Regions from separate parts of the Mus musculus genome. Here all the other regions are linked to region 1. Evidence: chromatin contacts called from public ChIA-PET and promoter capture Hi-C data. All regions are on one chromosome and are shown on one strand. The core of a region is the stretch at or near the end of the contact, and the rest is flanking DNA. Distances in the headings are between cores, read along the strand shown.

What was found. Promoter capture Hi-C pulls out the DNA fragments that hold promoters and counts their contacts. ChIA-PET counts read pairs in DNA pulled down with a chosen protein or histone mark.
Region 2: a promoter capture Hi-C map of pre-B cells shows a contact between it and region 1, with 2.5 times the contacts expected there. The contact joins two enhancer-like sites. A contact is called at or near these places in 7 of 39 promoter capture datasets (3T3-L1-derived adipocytes, the C10 cell line, hippocampal neurons and 2 more), 1 of 484 Hi-C or Micro-C datasets (large pre-B cells) and 2 of 9 other capture datasets (adipose tissue and liver).
Region 3: a contact with region 1 is called in an RNA polymerase II ChIA-PET map of memory CD8 T cells, with 9 read pairs. The contact joins the promoter of Xpr1 here to the enhancer-like site in region 1. A contact is called at or near these places in 2 of 39 promoter capture datasets (the C10 cell line and hippocampal neurons), 4 of 484 Hi-C or Micro-C datasets (CD4 T cells, embryonic stem cells, large pre-B cells and 1 more), 3 of 115 datasets of contacts at active chromatin or transcription factors (effector CD8 T cells, kidney and memory CD8 T cells) and 2 of 9 other capture datasets (adipose tissue and liver).
Region 4: an RNA polymerase II ChIA-PET map of memory CD8 T cells shows a contact between it and region 1, with 15 read pairs. The contact joins two enhancer-like sites. A contact is called at or near these places in 1 of 39 promoter capture datasets (liver), 1 of 115 datasets of contacts at active chromatin or transcription factors (memory CD8 T cells) and 3 of 9 other capture datasets (adipose tissue, embryonic stem cells and pancreatic islet).

Annotation. Positions count from the first base shown.
Region 1 is chr1:155,222,647-155,228,127 of GRCm38.p6, forward strand. It overlaps BC034090 (cDNA sequence BC034090), which reads right to left. Exons shown (of 10, transcript NM_001370865.1): 5 at 2,265-3,802; 6 at 629-785. Among named protein-coding and RNA genes, the nearest start is that of Gm31102, 18 kb to the right of the region's middle. Within about 2 kb of position 1,710, at least 166 of the 459 cell types and tissues checked have an H3K27ac peak or open chromatin away from gene starts, as enhancers often do. A contact at or near this core is called in memory CD8 T cells, pre-B cells and rod photoreceptor, where this site is marked.
Region 2 is chr1:155,393,643-155,399,349 of GRCm38.p6, forward strand. The region is part of intron 1 of Xpr1 (xenotropic and polytropic retrovirus receptor 1); the gene reads right to left. Among named protein-coding and RNA genes, the nearest start is that of Xpr1, 21 kb to the right of the region's middle. Within about 2 kb of position 1,454, at least 34 of the 459 cell types and tissues checked have an H3K27ac peak or open chromatin away from gene starts, as enhancers often do. A contact at or near this core is called in pre-B cells, where this site is marked.
Region 3 is chr1:155,414,100-155,419,237 of GRCm38.p6, forward strand. It overlaps Xpr1 (xenotropic and polytropic retrovirus receptor 1), which reads right to left and starts at 3,345. Exons shown (of 15, transcript NM_011273.2): 1 at 3,067-3,345. The coding sequence starts at 3,135.
Region 4 is chr1:155,475,055-155,480,581 of GRCm38.p6, forward strand. No RefSeq gene overlaps it. Among named protein-coding and RNA genes, the nearest start is that of Gm31772, 28 kb to the left of the region's middle. Within about 2 kb of position 1,382, at least 31 of the 459 cell types and tissues checked have an H3K27ac peak or open chromatin away from gene starts, as enhancers often do. A contact at or near this core is called in memory CD8 T cells, where this site is marked.

The DNA of each region.
Region 1 (5,481 bases), core at 460-2,959:
GGTGCAAGGAAGGGGATCAGTTTGCATCCTGGGAGCACCTTGAGGGCTGTGGCCCTCAGCTGTATCATTAGTAGCTGGGGCTCAAGGGTGGGGATATTACTCCGTGCCTCAATGAAGTCCGTCAGATAAAGAGAATTAGCAAAGGTGGGGCTGGAGTAGGTCAAGTGCATAGAAGTGGCATAGAAGCCTGAGGACCTGAGTTCAGATCCCCAGTGCCCACTTACAAGCCAGGCCACGCAGAGCAGCACGTCTGTAACCCCAGTTCCAGGAGGCAGAGACAATGTGGGTTGGGGGTTCAAACACACGGTGTGAGGCAACTAAGTAAGATTCCCCCAATGTTAACATCTGGCCTGTATATATACTTAGATACGTACAGCCATGTGTCCCCAGACACACGTGTACCCGGTTTTCCCTATGAGCACACATGTACAACACACACACACACACACACACACACACACACACACACACACACACACACACAGAATTAGGGAGGGTGGTTTAGGGCACCAGGATGTGGTCTAGGGCCTTCTGGGTCTGGAAGAGGAAGTTAAGAGACACTATGCTCCAGGTGGTATGTCCCCATCCAGCATGCCTTATGTCGTCAGGGCTTGCTCCTGCCACTCACCCAGTGGGCACATGGCCCCCAGAGCTGGATCCTGTCCTCTGTGAACCTCCTCCCCACTCCTGGCTGCGCTCAGGCTCCTCTGAGGTAAGGGCGAGGGTGATGGCTGTAGAGTTGACAGTGGCGATATCCACTGACTGGAGAGAGTCCTGGAGTGTTCCTGCAACAGCCACAGAGCCGCCCCTGCTACATGACTGTCCCCACAGGTCACACGGGGGAAAGGCCCATTTCCCAGCCTGACCTGAGGAGCAGGAGATGCCGGGGAGAGGTGGGAGCCGTAGGAGCAGAAGCAGTAGAAGCCCAGGAAGCAGTCAGTGAAGGAGGCGGGGCTCATCCTTGAGCATCTGCTAAACTGGAAACTTTGAGGATAAGAGTGGGGGTGCTATGGAGGACTGTGGACTACTGTTACCCCATCACCCAGCTGGGCACCTAATAAGTATTTGTTAAGTGTTAGTTACTTGTGGTAGGTCATGCCCATTCCGTGTCAAGGGACACAGTCGAGAACTGGGGAAACAATCTAAAATTGCCACAGCTTTTACTATAGCTTCCATCTTGGGTCCATTGTATGCACTTGGTGATATGAAGGGTGACTGAACCCTTCATAGACTTGCCCTGTGGTTCCCACGAGACAGGCTGTATCTTAACCCTCCCCGTCTAGATAAGAAAACATGAGGATAGAGAGAGGAAGCGGTTACCCAGGGGCCCTGTCACTAATAAGAGAATCCTCACTAAGTTCTCAAGGAAGTGCAGACTCAGGGTTCCCAGAAAGGTCACTGCATCTCAGAAGGTCTGCAGGACGTGGCTAGGTTCACACCAGCCTGGAGCCCACACAGGAGAGGGAGGCACAGCTGAGCTCGGTGTGGAGGGCGGGAGATGGGTGGAGGCAGAACAACTAGGGGGGAGAGGCTTTGCCTCAGCAACTTCACTGCTGTCCGCTGGGATCACAGCAGTGCGGATCAGAGCGGGCACAGAATCTGCCCACGGCGAGACTCCTCCTCCCTAGGGCAAGGAGCTTTGGCAGCCTTGCCCATTAGAATCTACTAGCAGGTCGGACAACCAGGGCCACGGAGGGATCAGAGCGGCAGCTTGCTGTAGTGCTCCCCCTGCTGGTCACTGCACCCCACAGACACGTGTGACCACAGAGAACCTTAAGGGCAGGGAGCCTGCTTGAGTAATTTCCCACAGTGCGCAGGACAGGTCTGAGCTTGTACAGGGTGCATGACCAACAGTGAACAAGGCAGTGCAAAGCACAGAAGAGAGAAGGTGGAAGAGGCAGGTGACTGTCGGTAGTCACTCTTCTAAACAACAGTAGATTACTCATAGTTTACAAGAGTCAAATGCCCACAAAGCCTGGCCCCAGCAGCTGTGGACTGAAGCTTCCCCTACACACCCCAGAGTTCCCATCTGGCTCCATCCCCACCGAGGTCCAAGCCCCTGCTCCCCATCCCCCAAGCACAGAACACTGGCTAACTTGCTCCATGCTCTTGCTAAGTCCTGCACCCAGCTGGTGCTCCCCTACATCCTGCAGGCCTGCTGCTGCTCTGAGGGATCCACAAGGTGCTGGGGGCTGGGGGGAGGGGGAGTTATGGGCCTTATCCTAAGGTGATTAGGATGGAGAGCAAATGACAGCAGTCCTTACCATCTCCATTGCTCTCCAGAGGCAGCACAGGCTCCTGACAGCACTGGTCCTTTTCAGATCTATTCCTGTGGACAGCCACTCCTGAGGGCCCCTGCAGCCCTAGAGGGATGCTGCTGCTGGAGTTGTTGTTGAACAGGTCCAGCAGTGGATGCTTGACTTGGGGGCTACAGGGTTGGGGTTGGGGTCGCGTGAGAACCACAGTTCTTGGAGGGGACACAGGCAGGGGGCTATCCATATGCTCTGCCTGGTGTTCCTGCCAGTGATGCCCCTTCTGGACTGACTTCCTCGGAGGCATAGGGCAGAGGGATTTCCTCAAAGAAGGAGGGGTTGGCACTTCCTCGGGGAGGGTCAATGTTGACTGTGAGGCTGGGAGGGGTGCAGAGGGCTCTTCATGGCTCCGTTGGAGGGGAGAAGTGCAGAGAGTTTTCAGAGACTCATGGCTTTCAGGAACTTGGTCTGGTGGTTGGCCTGATCCTGAGGACCCACGTGTCTTGGAAAACGGCACAGCATAAGCTGTCCTGCATGGAGATCTGCAGTCCTCGGGGTGGGCACAGTGACTTCCTGACCGAGGTCCAAGCTGCCCCTGGGACCAAGGTCTCTTAGGTTCCAAGGCAGGTTTAGGCACAGCATCTTCCTCTGGAAACAGAGTCCCCTGAGGTATGTGTCCACTGGCTTCTCTCCCCTCCCCTCCTACAACCCCATCATCAAGCTGGGGCAGGTGAGACCAGGCCTGAAGGCCGCAGGGCAGCTCCGCCTCAGCCTTTCTGGACCACCTGGGACCTCCCTGGGGCCTAGACCCATGCCACCGCTGCTGGGGGCTGCTCACTCGGATCTGCTCACCTGCCCTGCTAGACTGAGAGGTCCTGGCATCAGTACCATCTTTCCAGCTGTCTGAACTGTGGGTGCTGTCCAGGGCAGAGTCCTCCTCTTCCTCAGGGTGTGTGGCAACAGTGTCTGTGATGTGTGTTTCCCGGATCCATTCTGTGTGGAGCCCTGGGAATGGGGAGCTCAGACCATGGGAATTACAGGGCCCCAGCAGTACTGCCTCTGCCTCACAGGCAGCCTGGAGACTCCGGAGGACTCTCAGGTCAGAGGCTGCCCTCTCCTCAGCAGGGCAACGCTCCTCCAGACAGCTGCCACAGGCTGGACACTTCCTCTCATTGTCCCAAGGAGGTGGTGGTACAGGGAAGTTACTCTGGTCCAGGCAGCCCACGGCCCTATGAAATGAGCTATTCCCTACAATGCGGTTAATGTAGTTGGTTAGGTCGGGTTTGGAGCGTAGAGGTCCTTGGTCCACAGCATGGAGCACTGTGCTTAACACTTGACGCTGGCGCTGCTGAAGCCGGTCCAGGTACCGGAATTCAGCCTCGTGGGCAGACTCATCTTCAAAACGGACATGAGACAGGGGCATTTCTTGCTTGGGCCACTGCCCATTGCTGGACTCTATGCTGGAGGGGTCATTCAAGTTCCCATTCTGGAGGTTCTCTCTGTAGGCAGAGGTGGTCCTCAATTCCGGGGCTGGGCTTCTCTGGCCATTTCTAGTGAAGAGACAGGAGAAAAGTCACATGCAGGGAGGTGGAGAGGATAACCAGTGTGCCCTGGATGTGCTCTGGCCCAGGCCTCACCACTCTGGGGCACATTCTCCCATGGTGCCTGACGGTACCAACAATCCACAAGGTTACCCCCAGTCAGGCTCCCGGGAAGACACGTGACAAGCCCCAAGCCCTGCAGGATGAGCACATCTCAAAACATCTGAGTACACAGCTGCTCAACAAAACTGATACATCCTTCTTTATTTTTAACTCACTCTCTACTGCTGGGCTCAGCATGAGTTAACAAGAAAAGCTACTAAGCCAGGGACTATGCAGAAGAAAGAAGGCAGACCTTATGTGCACTCTGTGTGTGCATGTGTGTATACATGTGTGTGTATGTGTGCATGTGTATGCACGTGTGTATACGTGTGTGTGTATACGTGTGTGTGTGTGTGTGTGTGTGTGTGTGGGTGTGTGTGTGTGGACAGTGACAGATTGTAGAAACATGTTCAGTCAGTCCTGTGTGAGGAGCTCTACATCTGGAGATTCAACCAGTCACATAATAAAAACATTTGAAAATAAAACTCTGGATCTGTGTGTCCGTACAGAACACATAGGGACTTTATTTTCTTTGTCTTCCCTTAAAAGCAGTGGTTCTCAACCTTCCTAATGCTGCGACCCTTTAGTACAGTTCCTCATGGTGTGGTGACCCCAACCACAAAATTATTTTATTGCTACTTCATAACTGTAATTTAGCTACTATAATGAATTGTAATGTAAATATCTAATATGCAGGATATTTGATATGTGACCCTTGTGAAAAGATCATTCAATCCCAAAAGGGTTGTGGCGCACAGGTTGAGAACCACTCAACAGTACAAAATAGAAGATAGCCCTTAAATACTACAAAGCAGCTACCACTGCAAAGCACTTCTGTGCTTAAAGGCTGTGGGTAATCTAGGGATGCACAGGAGGATGTGGCTAATCGGGGTGTAAAAGCTACACTCTTTTATGTCAAGGGTTCTGGTATCCAAGGGGGCTCCTAGAACCCGCCCCCTGTGACCACTGAGGAGCAGTTTGAAGTGCTGAAAAGCCTCTGAGGGAAGTCTCCATGGGTATTCTGTGGGCCTGGAAGTCTGGGACTTGGAGCATCCCTGACCTGAGGATCCCACACAGGATCCCTCAGGCCTTGCTGGGATGGGCTGCACCTGGGCAGACCCTGGTGCCTCTCCTAACACAACGGCAGAGCTCCTGCCCTAGTCCCTACCTCACACACCAACGCTGCCTTCGGATGCACACTGCTGTGCTTCATATCCTTTTTAGCTTTAGCTCTGGAAAATGCTAGCTGGTGGCCAGATCCTGCTCAGCTGCACACAAATGCCATCTCAGGACCCAACAGCCAGGTAACAGACCCACGGCCCACATTTCTTCCTTTTCCTGCTGGAGTTTTCCCCACTGACTGACCCACGGACTAAGTCTTTGGGACTGACTTATGTCACTATCCCCATGTGGTGGCCTCTTATCCTGTTTCCCTCCTGACTTGGTCCCTCATGGAGTACAGCTGACATCACAACACCCACCAGCAGGCCATAGTGACAGCATCTGGGGTAAACAATCAAGGCCCTCACTGCTTCCAGCTCTGGCTCCATCCTTTGTAATGTCAAAGGCCACAAATCACGTGCCTG
Region 2 (5,707 bases), core at 204-2,703, 170 kb after region 1:
AAAAAAAAGAAAAAAACAAACTAGTGGGGCTGAGTAGATGAGATGGGTCAGTGATGAAAAACACTGGCTGCTCCTCTAGAGGACCTGCTGTTGATTCCCAGCATACACATGGTGTATCAGAACCTACTGCGTATCCAGTCCTCATAGATGTGATGCCTCTTCTGGCTGTGGGTATCAGGCACATACATGAGGCAAGGAAATATACAGATAAAACACTCATACATATTAAATAAAATTATTTTGTTTAAAAATTAAAAATACAAAAAATATAGAAGGAAAACTGTAGCAACTTCAAGTTATTTATTTGAAAAAATACATTCCTATGTCAAAGCTACCACTACAACTTACACCAATTCAAATACCCTTGAAAAATCACTCACTCCCAAGCTAGAACAGGATCTGCAGAAGACTAAGACAACATTGCCTTCGTCTATGGACCTTATTCTGATAAAAAAATAAAACTGGTGAGATGCACTCTCCTACCCTTGAAATCTATACAGCTCATTCCTACACTCCTGAGCACAGAGCAATGTCATGACAACCTCTGTGAGCCACTGCATCTAACCTAGCACACGTTCAAAATATGCACTGATAAGCTATTCTGACTCACACTGATTTTAAGTGTTCTAGCTGATTATTAGTTTTACTAAACTATTTTACAGTGTTTCCAGTTTCATGAGATATCAAATTGAGAAGTGTTTCTCAGTAATCCCAAATTTCATTACCTTTTCTTTTTATACAAAATCCAAATCCCTTTCATTCACTGCACACAAAAAGTTTTTCAAGGCTTTGCTTTCTAGATTTCCTAAATGTACGTGTGTGTGTGTGTGTGTGTGTGTGTGTGTGTGTGTGTGTGTGTGTGTGTGTGTGTGTGTGTGTGTGTACTACTAAGACTATTCAATTTAGCATGTTAGATTTTGGTCAAATATAATAGTTTCACCATGTAACACTGCTAACTGCTCTTCTAAGTAAAAAGCTGTCATTTTATGTGGGGGAAAAGCCAAAAAGTAAAAATAAACTCAAAAGGGAACTAAATTTTACAATGTTAGTGCCTATATGCCTATAAATTCTTTTTAATTCAGGGGTCTCAGACTACTTCATGACTCAAAATTAAGAAATTAAGCATTATCTGTAAGATACTGTTTCCTGCAAACTTTACTACTACACTTCAAGAAATGTTAAAATAGTTGTGTTACTAGAATTCTACTTCGGCAGACCTGAGCTGCTGTCAGGATGCACTGTTATTTTATGTATCGTACAAAGGGAAAGCATGCTGGCAGGAATAGGATGGATCCCAACGTGGAATATGTGAATGTAGCAGCGCCACTGTTGCTGTTAGTTTAGGAAATGCACGGGAACAGGAACTTCCATTTTTAAGAGCTTATGAAGCTAGACACCTGGCATCTGCTCAGCTGGGGTGAGGACACTGGCTGCATCAAAGCATGACAGATGGTCCTGTGTCAGAGCACATGTAACAGGCAAAGAGCACATGATGACATAGGAAGCCAGGGAGCAAGCCGGCCTAGCTTAGTCTTTTTATAGCAATGTTCTCATAAGAACTAGCCTGAATCACATGAGAACTACATTAATCTACATTAATCTCTCCCAAACATGGAATCCTCGATGACCTAAACACCCTTAAGAGGGCACACCTCTTAAAAGTTCTAAAACTTCATGCCACCACCAGAAACCACAGCTCCAGCACATAAGCTTTGGCACATCCCAAGCACAGTAAATGGAGTCTAAAGCATTGTTACATCTAATTCTCACAGCAATTCTACCAAGGCAAATGCACTCATTATGTACGTATCCAGACGTGTCTATGTGCTATTTATATTTATCCATTCATTTCATTTCATTTCATTTCATATTTCCCTCATAAAAAGGCCTCCTTGGGATCTACAGCTCATGGATGAGACAATTGTGACACAGATGAGCACAATGACCTGCCCTAGCTGAGCTACCTCAATTTCGACTTCAGTGATGTCAAAAATCAACTTTTTGTTTTTAGATGGGATTTCTCTGTGTAGCCTGGCTGTTCTGGAACTTGCTCTGTAGACTAGGCTGGCCTTAAACTCTGCCTGCCTCTGCCTCCTGAGTGCTGGGCCTAAAGGCATTTGCCACCACTGTCCTGACAAAAATCAATGTATTTTCTTTTTTTTTTAAAGATTTTTTTCCATTTTTTATTAGGTATTTAGCTCATTTACATTTCCAATGCTATACCAAAAGTCCCCCATACCCACCCACCCCCACTCCCCTACCCACCCACTCCTCCTTTTTGGCCCTGGCGTTCCCCTGTACTGGGGCATATAAAGTTTGTGTGTCCAGTGGGCCTCTCTTTCCAGTGATGGCCGCCTAGGCCATCTTTTGATACATATGCAGCTAGAGTCAAGAGCTCCGGGGTACTGGTTAGTTCATAATGTTGTTCCACCTATAGGGTTGCAGATCCCTTTAGCTCCTTGGGTACTTTCTCTAGCTCCTCCATTGGGAGCCCTGTGATCCATCCATTAGCTGACTGTGAGCATCCACTTCTGTGTTTGCTAGGCCCCGGCATAGTCTCACAAGAGACAGCTACATCTGGGTCCTTTCAGCAAAATCTTGCTAGTATATGCAATGGTGTCAGCGTTTGGATGCTGATTATGGGGTGGATCCCTGGATATGGCAGTCTCTACATGGTCCATCCTTAAAGATTTATTTATTTATTATATGTAAAGTACACTGTAGCTGTCCTTAGACACTCCAGAAGAGGGTGTCAGATCTCGTTACAGATGGTTGTGAGCCACCATGTGGTTGCTGGGATTTGAACTCTGGACCTTCGGAAGAGCAGTCAGGTACTCTTATCAACTGAGCCATCTCACCAGCCCCCAATCAATGTATTTTCTAACATCACCCTATTAAGAACCAGATTTTTTGCTCCAGAGGCAGAATCTGGTAGATCCCTGTAAGTTCCAAGCCCACAGTAAGCTCTAAGCCAGCCAAGGCTACATGGTAAGACCATCTTTGAAATTTAAAAAAAAAAAATTAAATTTTAAAGGCCCTTAGTACAATGCATTCAAATCATATAGAAAATATTTTTGGTCCTTTCTAAGAAATATCAATAGTAGAACACTTTGAGACATTCATCTTTCAAAGCATAAGCTTAAAGATATATGCATAGACCATGTAATTATATGTGCCAATTCTTCTGTTTATTGGTAGTTTTGTTACCCACTATTATAAAAATATTAGAAAAATGGAAAAGATCAAAAACCTAGTGCTAAACACTGGCTCACTGAGTAAGAAAAACAAAAAGTTCTCTAAACTAATCCCCAAAGACAAACGCAATGTTCCCTCCATTGCTGGCTACCTTCAGCCTCCTTTACTCTTCTAAATCGCTCTTCCTCACTGTGTCAGAGCTCGCTGACACTTAGTCATTTTAAAAGAAGTTTAAAGCTTCCATGTGAAATAAGATTAACAATCTTGCTCCTCTTCCTCCTCCTTCTCTTCCTCCTCTTCCTCTTCCTCCTCCTCTCCCCTCTCTCCTTCCCCCCCCCTCCGTCTCTCTCCCCTCTTCCTCCTCATCACTTCTGACTTTGGAGCTGGAGACTGAACCCAGGCCCCTGCCCATGTCAGTCACACACTCACATATCCACTGTCAAAAAATCCAGTGATCAATTCTTTGTTCACTTTTCCCTTCAACATACTGTACTAAATTTTGTCAAACAAACCAAGTGTTTGTGGAAGTCTTGATACTAATTTGGAGCAAATTACTAACTAATTTACATTTAACTAATACTAAATGGGGGAAAAAAGTTACTTGTACCATAAATCCTGAAAGGCACCACCACTCTCTATTTCGGGGGTTGGAGGCGCACTGGGAACTGAACCTAGAGGCCTATTGTTAGATACATGTTCTACCTGCTATGATTCCCAACCCCAAAAGTGCTTTTATGGCTCTCCTAGCCACTCCAAGTAACAGTTCTAATCTAGGTAATGGAGTGACTCTAAGTTAACAGAGAGGGAGCACATAATTCCGGTTATATGGAATGTTGACTCCATATATCTATCTCCTTTCCCTCTCAAAGCTTAATGACAATGTAGGGATTACTTTAAGTATAAGCAGTAAGAAAAAAGGAATGGGGAGGGCGATAGCAGACAGCAGGTTCAGCACATCTGCCAAATCCAGAGCACAGGTAGAGGAGTGTGACTTTACCACACACCATGGAAAACTTGAAATACCTTCAGAGTAGGATTCCAGCAAGAAGCAAGCCAATGGAAGTCTATAAACCCAGAACAGGCCAAGAACTGGAAGTACCATGTGGTTGAGAAGGCCAGTTAAAGAAGAGGCTAAATATAGGATTGGTTGAATAAAGTAGTTAACAGGTCTACTCCTGGCTACCACAATACTTTCCACCAACATCATTTAGACCAAGAAACAGAATTAAAGGAGAGAAGAAGGATTAGGATACTGACTCCAGACCAAGCAGAGGACAAAGATGACCAGCATAGACTAGAATAGATAATCAAGTCTATTCACTACCTGGCAGGATTCCAAGTTGGTTTCTTCCCACTAACTCTCTCACAACAAGTGTTATGAACACGCCAACTAAGAAAATATAAGTGCAGGGGCTGGGAACAGGTTCAGTAAGAAAAAGTGCTTGCTGGGCAAAGCATGAAGACCTGAGTTCAAATTCCCAGGGCCTCTGTGAATAGTGAGAGGTAGCAACACGCACAGGTCCCCAAAGCTGCAGGGGACAGGATCAAGGGGATCCCTGGGGTTTGCATGCTGCCAACACAGCTCCAGGTTCAGAGACAGACCCTGTGTCTCACAGGATAAAGTAGAGAGTGACAGAGCAGGACACTGATGTCCTCTGACCTCTGAGCATGTGCAGGTACAAGTACCAGAGAACACAACTGGAGGAAAACTACAACATTGCCCTGGACTCTTTGTCCAGTACGCATTATTTAAACAATGGCATGTGAATATGATGATGATTATGTAACAGCCTCAACAGAGCTCATTTACATACACACTCAAGAGCGACCTCAAGCTCTTACTATTTTATTTTAGATAAAGAACCCTCCTGTGAGTTTGCTTTAAGGTAGTTATCCATCTTTAATTTTTTAATCAAAGTAGAGAGGCCATCAACCTTGTACTAGAAAATGCTATTCTAGGTTAGTTTCACTAACAAGGGAGTTATTCTTCCTATACGCCCACAGGAATTGTGAGAAACACAATAAATTTTTCAGGAACCCAGTAAATGAGACTTTAGAACATTTACAACATTAGAAACTAAGTCTTCCCTAATAAATATGCTAACTGTAAAACTACTCACAATGAAATAACAAATGTATAAACCTTGTTATTGTAAATTTTCTTAAGTAAAAAGAACAGATGTAATTAGTGTAATAATAAGAATAATCTCAAAAAGTTGTTTTTTGTGTGGTTTTGTCCTGTTTTTTAATCATAAGATGTGGTCTTAAAGCCAGAAATTCTACTTTCCATAGATTTAGGAGGGTGTAGATACTGGCACTTCTACAGTTTTAAAATTGCACTCATTATTTAATTTTTTTTTTGAAGCTCAAGAACAATTTTACTAGAATTTAAAAGAAAAATACTCGGGCTAGAGAGATGGCTCAGCAATTAAGAGCACTGATTGCTCTTCCAAAGGTCCTTAGTTCGAATCCCAGAATGGTGGCTCATAACCATCTGTAATGGGATCTGATG
Region 3 (5,138 bases), core at 2,095-4,594, 190 kb after region 1:
CCACACTGAGATTTGTACTTGGGTTATTAGAAACAACAATAGTCTCTGCTCATTTGTGTTTAGTCCCAGTAAAACTATAAAGCATCACCTAGATGTCCTGTATATTCCATGTTTCTCTAGTCTTTTGTGCTTATTCTGCCTATGAATGTACATTTTTCTAGTTTAAGTCCAATAATTTTCAGGATATTAATATGCTACTATCATTAATAATTTCAGCAATCCAATAATAAAAAGAATTAAAAGTTAAGCCAAACACTTAGGAAATAGGCCTTAAAAGGCTATTTTTTTATTAAAAAAAAAAAAAAAAAAGAAGAAAGCAGGAAGAGCAAAAACATTCTCTTCAGGGCCTCACAGCTAACATACACAAAAACCTGCACTTACAATGCAGCCAAGCATCCATACTATTACATATAATTAAATGGTGCATAGAATTATAGATATAAACAAAATAATCAGTTCCTATCTGAAGCTCCTCCTGATTCAAGTAATATTTAATAAACGGACGTAAACAAAGAAGCTGACCAGTGCATGCTGGCTCAGGGCACTAGAAGGCAACCTAGGCTTGAACTAAGGGTAATACATCAAAATTTCATCACCAAGGCTTGAAAAATCCAAGTCTGTTCTGATAACTGTTTTAGAGAGCATCATTTTCAACTATGTAAAAATACATATTACAAAAAATTAAGTGAAGGTCTTTTCCCCTAGCAAAAGCTAACTTTTAAATATAGATACCTTTTATCCCTGTTTTTTTTTGGGGGGGGTGGAGGAAGGAAACAGGGTCTCTTCCCTGATGTTTTAAAGTAGCTAACATTCTAACATTTCCAGATCTTAAAAATTCTTACTCATACCTTTATGCTATTTTTAAAGGAATAGCACCAAGTCTTTGAAATAATACACAACACAAAGACTGCAATCCCATGCAAATGTCTTTAATGCTTCCAACTTACAAAGAAAAAAGGCCCCTTATTTTTCATCTTGCCTATGGAACGATGAAATTACTGAGGTAGGAGCTACATAGTAGGGGAATCTCTGTAGAATCAAATTTCAATTATCTACAATAAATGAATTTTTCAAAAAGTCATTTATAATTGGTCTGAGAAAGATAATGCAGTCACTCAGAAGCACAGGAATTCTGTCCCACTGTGACCAATCTAGAGTAACCATTTAGAAATAATAGTAACCAAATAGACTGTGTACATTGAGGAGTCTCGAGTCACCGTGGATACTCCAGCCACAAAGCTGACATTACAAATCAAGGGTTAATCGAATTTTTAAACTATATCAGGCTTCCCCTTCTAGTCCAAGATAGTCCACATTAATTCTATAAAATAGTCAAAGTTAAAATACTTAGATATATATCACAGGGATATATCCAAGTCCGGTTCCTCTGACCAAAAGCAAGCACCCCATACTGTACAGTAATAAGCTCTCCAGCATGCTACAGCACTAACCTCTGGGAAGAGCTGGCAGCGGTGCTCAAAGTGGTAGGAGGAAGATGAAAACCCAGTGCCCTTCTTTCAGTGGAACCCACCATCTGGATTCTAGCCAAGGCTTTAAAACTGACTGAATGTTATTACAAACAATAAATCAACAACTCCACAGCCTGAACTGTTAGGACCTTTTCTTCCAGAATGCGGCAGAGGAAGGTTACAAGGAAACTGACAAGAGAGTATTAGTAATGAGCCATTCGTTTCTGCCATTAAATACAATATATTACAAACAAACTTATTTTACAATCTTCAAGATTCTATTTAACCTAACTATCCCTTTCCCTGGTCTTCAATTATTACACAGGCTATATGAATAAATGACTGACTGCTGTTGCCTAAACATCCTATCACTAAATTCATATAAAAGTTAAAAAGGAAATCCAAAATATTTTAATCCATAAAACCTAGCTAGTATGTGTGTGCATGTTCCTATTGATTTTATACTCTTTGTTCCTGCTCATACCATAGATGTGAATTCCTGGAGGTTACAGACCCGCTGTCTTTTCTCTCTCCAGGAGCTGAACTACTAGCTTCTGAGAATAACCTATTGCAAGCTTCAAATAAATAAATAAATAAATAAATAAATAAATAAATAAATAAATAAATAAATAAATAAATGCCTTTCAGGTATCCTACCTTTTAAGTATATGAGTGGTTTGCACTGTCTTTACTTTTCCCAATATTGATGCAAGGTTCCTTAAAACATGTATTTAAAAACCCTCCAAAAGCCTTGCAAGAGGAAGAAACTGAAAGGAGGAACATGTCTCGTGCAATACACAAGTAAGGTACTGTATTCACAATACAGTGATTTTTCTCCCTACCAAAAACTTAGCAGAAAACCTGAAATTTTAAATAATTCTCTTCCCTCCTTTCTCTTCCCTCCATTCCAAAACCAGAGAAGAGTGAAAAGCCAAAGATGTGATTATTCTGTATAGTTCGTGCAGTCAGTACAAAGACAGAGACAACCGTCTCCTTATCAAAACAGAACTATTGGCTCAATGCTTTTGAAAACTATAACCACTGCATTAGGCGATACACATTTCACCAAGTTTCAATCCTGTTACAAAGCCTTTGTCAACAGTGAGCAAGTGGAGGTAAGCCGACGGGGCTGGGTGGACTGAAGGCAATCGCTGGAGGGGTTTATCTTGCAAGAGCTCGATTCTCTGGCGAGAGGTGAGCAGCGAGAAGCACCTAACCTTGGCAGAGGGGGTGATCTCTGGCGGTGGGGACCGGAGGTCAGGGTGAGTGGGGAGGGGGTGGCGCCGAACCGCCGCGACCCCGGGCCGCCGTCGCACCTGCGGCTTGGCCTCCCACCACCATTCCCCAGCCCCAGCCCGGCAGTGCCCTTCCTCTCGCCGCCGCCTGCATATCCGTTACCCCGGCGGCAGAGGGCTGCGGGGGAGGGGAAGGACGGCCTGGCCGCCGGGGGCCAGCAGCGCCGGGGATGCCGCAGTGGCTCCCCGCGGCGGTGGGTCAAAGTCCGCCCGGGCCGGGGAGCTCAAGGCAGCGGCGGAGGTCGCAGCTAGGGAGATGACAGCCCCTCCGAGCCCGCCCCAACCACAGCAGCCCCAGGTACCTCATACTGGATGTACTGCTTCCTCCACTCGGGAGTGATGTGCGCGGAGAGGTGCTCGGCGAACTTCATCCTGCCGCGTCCCCCTCACTCCCACCCGGCTCTGGCAGCTACAGGCGGCGGCGGCGGCAACAGCGACTCCGACTCCTCCCCACATGGGCCCCGGCGCTGCGCGAAGCTGCGCTTCTCTCCTCCTCCGCCGCCGCCGAGGTCTCCTCAGAGCCGCCCTCCCGCCATCTTCCTCCTCCTCTCCATAGCCCCGCCCCGCCCCGCCCTCTAGACGTCATCGCCATGGTAACCGCCTACGCCGCTCCGACGGAGGGGGCGGGGTGGGGCGTGGCCTCAGGGGCTTTCCTTCTTGCTCCGCCCCTTTGGGCCGGACGTGGGAAGGCACCTCCCCTGACCTCTTCCGCCTGCCTCCAGTCTGCCTACAGCTGCTTTCTACACTCTGCCTGGGAAAAACAACAATGTTGCTACTGCAATTAATATTGGTACTGGAGCAACAATAATCCACACAAGACGCTGATATTTGCAGAGAACTGTGCAAATATTATTTCCATTTTAATATTGATTCTTCATAAAACCCTTAAAGATAAATCAGCAGTGGTCCAAATTGAGTAGTTGAAACAGTTAAGAGCCAATTGTATTTAAGGGAACTGTATTTGCATGCTGTAGATGCTCAATAAATGCTTGCTTTCAATTTAAAATGTCAGTGCCAGAAAGTTTGTGCTGCTTCTGTATCTCAATGTAATTGTCTAATTAGTCCTAGTGCTACCAGAAAGGCCAAAACATCTAGATACAAACCAGGATTGACACTTTGTGATACAGCTGACTGGGAGTGGGGGGCAAACTTGAGAGGGAAAACAATGCTGAGAAGAAAGAGAATCCTCTCCTCACCCAGTCCCTGTGTGACAGTCCTGTATCCAGGCTGACCTCTGGAAAGATACCACAGAGGCAGCAAAGTACCATATTCCATGTGAGAGTGACTGCCCTGAAGGACTTATCTGAGGGAAAAGCCCAGGTCTCACCTTGGATGGTGGAGCCCTGGATAACATAGTAGCTGACTCTCTTTTTAAGTGTGTCTATTCTTGTCCCTGTACCAAGCACTGTTCTAAACTCCTTACATGTAACTTTATCCTCTTTAACTCTTACAACTTTGATGAGACTCAAAGGTTTGCTAAGGAAGTATTGTACCTGTGACAATATAGATCCCTGTTGACTTCCCAACACACACACACACACACACACACACACACATACTTCAAAACGCCATATGTTTTTCCTCCTTCCCTTCCTCTAAATTCCCCTTTCTAATAAGGTTTTATGAATGTTTCTTCAAGAGAAAGAGAGGGTATGAGGCTTGCTCAGAAAAAGCACATCTTTCTGGCAAATGTTTGAACAGAAGCCTCAGCCTCTGGTGAAAGAATCGTCAGGGGGCTGGAGAGATGGCTCCGAAGAGCGACCTAAGTTTCATTCCCAGAATCCATGTCAAGCAGCAAGCAGCTCATAACCACCTCTAACTCCAACTCTGGGGATGTTTGTGGCACCCAAGGACACCTACCTGCACTCACATACAAGTACCCACACACAGACTCACACATATATTCTTAGTTAAAAATCATAAGTGGGGCCTGGAAAGATGTCTCAGTGGTTAAGAGCACTGACTGCTCTTCCGAAGGTCCTGAGTTCAAATCCCGGCATCCACATGGTGGCTCACAACCATCTGTAATGAGATCTGACACCCTCTTCTGGTGTATCTGAAGACAGCTGTAGTGTACTTACATATAACAATAAATAAAATCTTTGGGCTGGAGTGAGAGGGGCCTCAGAGCTAGCAGAGGTCCTGAGTTCAATTCCCAGCAACCACACAATGGCTCACAACCATCTGTACAGCTACAGTGTACTCATATACATAAGATAAATAAATAAATCTTTTTAAAAAATAAGAAGTGTGCATCTCTTTTAAAAAGATAGAAAGGATAAGCAAAGCCAAAGAGAAGAAAAGAAGGTGAAGGTCTCCTTCACACTGGTAATCCTCTGCCCATCAAAAAAATGTCCCCTCTTCTAAAACAGTA
Region 4 (5,527 bases), core at 132-2,631, 250 kb after region 1:
AGATGAACACAGGGTCTAGGTTAGGGGAATGTTGGCCAAATCGACTTGGCAGAATTGTTCTTTCAAAAATGTGTCATTGGTACAAGGCAGCTGCACACATGAACTCACAGCTTTGGGTCAGAGTGCACAAAACCAGGGGAAGTTCAAGCCAAAAGAAGTCCCGGCCTGGAGGGGGAAGTGAGCACAAAGTCTCAGCCTTTGCTGATTGTAATTGGTAATTCACTGCTGCCAATAGAGGGAGAGGGGATTTTTTTTTTACACATCTATTTTTTATTTCCATTAAAGCAATATTATCTGTATAAGATTTTGGTCCACTTGTTCTCCTGGTACTATTCAGGTTTGAATATTTCAATTTAGTTTCTTATATCTAACATAAGAACTAAGTATTTCACATGAGCAAATTAATATGATTTAAGTAGGTGTGCTCCTTACTATTTCTCATGTACAAACAGCCCATCTTTCTTTCTTCTTCCCATCTCAGTAGCTGTGCATCTCTTCTCTCACACCCAGCAACATAAGTGGAATTAGAGCATCAGTCACTATACTGAATAATCTCCAACTAATGTCAAATCTTCACATATTTGATCATTTAAGGGCGTGGCCTCTGGTAGGTTGAACACATTTCAGTGTGTAGCCACACACCCAAAAGTACACAGGCAACACAAATTGTACTTCATAGATTAAAAATCAGAGTAGTAAAGACACAGAGTTGGATGGGTAGGAGATGTGGGGTGGATCTGGAAGGAGCTGGGGAAGGAATGGGTATGAACAAAAATACAATGTCTGAACTTCTCAATAAATAATATTTTGTAAAAAGAAACCCATATACTGTTATGTGTGTATAATATGTGTGTGCCACTGTATGCACATGGAGGCCAGAGGAACAATAAGTGAAACAATAAGTTTTCTCCTTCCACCATGTGGGTGCTAGGAATTCAACAACAGGCTTAATGGCAAGTTGCCTTTATCTGCTGAGCCACCTTGATGGCCTTAATTTTTTTTTTTTTTTTTTGGTTTTTTGAGACAGGCTTTCTCTGTGTAGCCTGGCTGTCCAGGCTGGCCTCGAACTCAGAAATCTGCCGGCCTCTGCCTCCCAAGTGCTGGGATTAAAGGGTGTGCCACTACTGCCCGGCCTTTATTTTTAAAATGTATTATTAGAGTTTGTTTTCTTCAAACATGCAACAGAACTCTTGGTGTTGATACAGCTGAGTGATACAGACTTTCTGGGGAAGGACAACAGAGTCCGTAGTCCAAGCCACTTGAGAAGAGTGCCTAGAAGTGAGAATGGAGAGGCAAGGGGTTGGCTTCAGTAACCAAGGAAACAGGTTATGGGGTAAGCAAGGAAACTGTGGCTGTATCTTGGTGGCTGTGTCATCTGGTGGTCAGAATGCCTCTTTGTGGTTAAGCTTTCTTGAAGCTGTTCATAGGTTCTTCCTGTTATATCGAAAACTAAGGCACCATGAAGCTTTCTTAGTTGCCACGTACACACACAGAAGGAGTCTGTATCCCTAGTCCTGGCTTCATCAAAATATCACTCTCAGTCTGTTTTTTGTTGTTGTTGTTGTTTTTGTTTTTTATAAAACCCCATCCTCTGCCCTCTTCTGGTGTGTCTGAAGAGAGCAATGGTGTACTCAGATACATAAAATAAATAAAACCCCATCCTTCACCCTTTGTGAACATTTCTCCTTCTCCTCCTTCTCCCCTCCTTCCATCCTTCCCTCCTCCCTTCTTTGTCTATCTTCCTGCCTGTCTCTGTCTTCTGTTCTGTTCTGTTCTCCTCCCCTCTCTTTCTTTCTTTTTTTCTTCCTTTCTCCCTTCAGTTCTGGCTATCCCGGAACTCACTCTGTAGACCAGACTAGCTAGCCTCAAACTCACAGAGGCCCTCCTGTTTCTGCCTCCCAAGTGCAGAGATGAAAAGTGTATGCCACTCAGCCTGCCCCTGCTATGGGCTTTTCAAGAAGATCATGGGAGGAATTATCGTAACTAGGAAATCTGATCCAACATCATTTGGGAGAGGAAAAGGACCAACTTAGCCCTATGAATATGACATCCACCTCATAAATATTCACAAAAAAGTTCTTTAAAACCCAGCGTGTTGCTACACACCTCCCCCCACCAGCCCGCTCTGATTTCTCTCTGGGATATATGTATTACTTTGCCTTACTAAATAAAATTCTTTCCTAAATAAAGTCCTGCTGTAGCTATTGGTACGTATTGGTTGAATGGTTTCCTTGGAGGAGACAAGAACCATGGAGCCTTCTTCATGCAGTAAGACAAGAACCTACCAGACTTATTTAGAAGTCTTCTCTGTTATATGCAAATTTCTGCTTGTATGCTGGACACACACGTACACAAACACACACACACACACACACCACACTCAGACACATAAACACTCACACACATATACACACATGCCCATTTCTATCCTGATATCATTTTATTATGCTCTAAAATTACATTAATTCTAACAGAAGGAATCTAAATCTTGGAATTAGTTTTAAATGTTTTGAATTAAGTATATTTAATTTTCAAAACAGCAGAGTCATTAGTGAGAAGAAGATTTATCGATATGAGCTGGAGAGATGGCTCTGTGGATAAAATCCTTTCCATCAAAGGGTGAGGAACTAACTGACTTCAGATTTTCAGAATCCGTGTGAACGCTGGGCAGGTATGGCAGCCCACATGTAAGCCTTGTAAAAGATGTGTGCTAAAAGACTATTTTGTGAGTTTCTAGGCCATATAGGGCTAAATAGTGAAACTCTGTTTCAATGAAAAAAAAAAAACCCAAACCAAACAAACAAAAAATTAAATCTTAAAATGGAAAAATTAGGGACTGGTAGCTGCTATCGGCACCTGTTACCATGACAGATGACCTGAATTCAACCCCAGAATCCACACAGCGGAAGGAGAGAGTCAACTTCTGAAAGTTGTCCTCTGACCTCTGTACTTAAGTCATAGTATGTATGTGTGTACACCGTGCAACACAACAAACATAAATAATATAGTTGATTTTTATATCATCATCATTGATTGATTGATTGATTTAAGACAGCATCCTTTTACATGAATCAAGCTGACTTTAAACTCACAGAGATCCTCCTGCCTCTGTTGCTAAAGTCCAGGGATTAATGACATGTCCCACCATGCCCAGTATGGTAAAAGTAATTGAATTTTTGTTTTAATGTGGGGCTGGGGAGATTAGCTCAGTAAGGAAAGCACTCACGGCACAACAGGAGGACCAGAGTTCTGCTCTCAGTGTGGCAGCCTGTGGGAGGCAGGGACTCCCAGGGACTCCCAGGAGCAAGCTGCCTAGCAAGAATGGCCATATTGGCAAGCTCTGGGTTTGACTGAGAGATTCTGCTTCAAAGAATAAGGTGAAGAGCAAGTGAAGAAACCTCTTACTGTTGGCTTTGGGCCTGCACGTGTAAGTGTACACATTTGCTGGCTCACCTATGCCCGTACACACAGGCCCACACATGTAAACACACAGAGAAACATGCACACACCCCCACGGACACACGCAGAAAAGAATCTGAATGAATTCCAGTCTATTTACTTACATATTATGGGTTATAGTTGTGCTATGGACAACTGAATCACCGGCAACTGCAGCTTGGGGATGTAGAGACTGGGGATGGACGAGCAAGCAACAATGACCACAGGTCAAAGATGGGTTGTGATTATTATTTTTTTAAGATTAAAAATCCACAGGTATGGGCTGGAGAGAGATAATTTTAGGAAGGAAGATCAGAGTTACCAGAGAAATAAGAAGTTGATTAATAATAGACTAAGAGCCTTACTTTAATCTAACTTTGGGACATTTAGGGCTTAAACAATTGAAAATGTGTGTGTGTGTGTGTGTGTGTGTGTGTGTGTGTGTGTGCTCGAGCACACACGCCAGCATGCCGAGACACACATATAGAAGTCAGAGGACAGCCTTGGTTGTTGGTCCTCGATTGCCATCTTGTTTGGGACAGGGTCTCTTGCTAACCAGGATAGGTCAGGAACATGAAGAGATTCTGTGGTCTGTGCCTCCCATCTTTCTGTAACTGCACTGAGATTACAGGTCCATTCTACCTCTTACTTTCTGTGGGTTCTGAACGTAGGTCCTAGTACTTGTATAGCAAGTGTTTTACCCACTGAGCCATCTCTTCAGCCTGGGGTTTCAAGCCAACCTTGCCAGTACGCTCCCTCTGTGTTTTCTGGAATCACTTGGCTCTCTTTAGACTAGTGCTTGTAGAAGATGATCCAGGTTATACTGATCAAACAGCTAGTGTAAGATTCCGGGAAGTCTTAGCTTACCAGGGACCCCCTGAGTGAACCACGTGGAGGAATTTATTGTTCCAGTGCACTGGGATTGTCCCAGCCCCAAAGGAGAGGCAGCAACCCCCAGCACCCATTCGGCGAGTTTTTATATGGTTTCCAGGGGCAAAATAGAGCATCAGCAACTCGGCACAATCTGATTGGCAGAACAGTGCACCCTTTAAACTGATTGGTCTTTAGAGAATGAAGTGACAAGGACTTCCTTTGTCTAAAGGTGGGCAATGGTCCATCCTGAGGAATGTGTCCCCACCCGCAGGTCTGTTCCTGCCCTGTGGTCTGAGAAATGGTAATCAGTCTCTTCCTTCCAGAGGGGCGAGTGTTTCATGACCTTCCCAGAGTTCCTAAGCTGACCTTTTCACTAGGATCCCAGAGAAAACGAAGCCATGAACTCTGTCCTCTGGGCTCCATGTCCACCTTTGGCATACTGCATTTCTTCGAGGCACTGGCCCACCTGTGCTAGGAAAAGCAAAGTGACATTATGGCTAGATGAAAGCAGGAGAAGGACTTAAAAAGGTGGACTGGGAAAAAAAATGCAAGACATGGTGGTATACACCTGTAGTCAGAGCACTCAGGTTCAAGAGGTTGATTCAAGAGGATCCCAAGTTCAGGGCCAGCCTGTAATCCTGTCTCAATAAGCTAAAAACAGAGTCCCTGAAGAAATGGCTTAGGGGATAAGAACACTGGCTACTCTTTCAGAGGATAAGGGTTCCATTCCCAGCAGCCACATGCCAGCTCACAATCACCTGTAACTCCAGCTTGAGGGAATCCAGTGCCTTCTTCTGGCCTCCACAGGTCCCAGGAATGCCATGGTGCACAGAAATGCATGCAGCCGGAACATGCATACACATACATTTTAAAAAATGTATTCAAAAATAAAATAAAAGAGGAAAAAAGAAACAAAGGAAGGAAGGAGAAAGAAAGAAAGAAAGAAAGAAAGAAAGAAAGAAAGAAAGAAAGAAAGGGAGAAAGAAAGAAAGGGAGAAAGAAAGAAAGAAAGAAAGAAAGAAAGAAAGAAAGAAAGAAAGAAAGAAAGAAAGAAAGAAAGAAAGAAAGAAAGAAAGAAAGGAAGGAAGGAAGGAAGGAAGGAAGGAAGATGAAAGAAAGATAGTTAGTTGGAAGAAAAGAGGGAAAAGAAAGCAGGGGGAGGGATTCTTTTTACCGGTATGACTGATAGACACATCATCCAATCCATTAGGGCCCA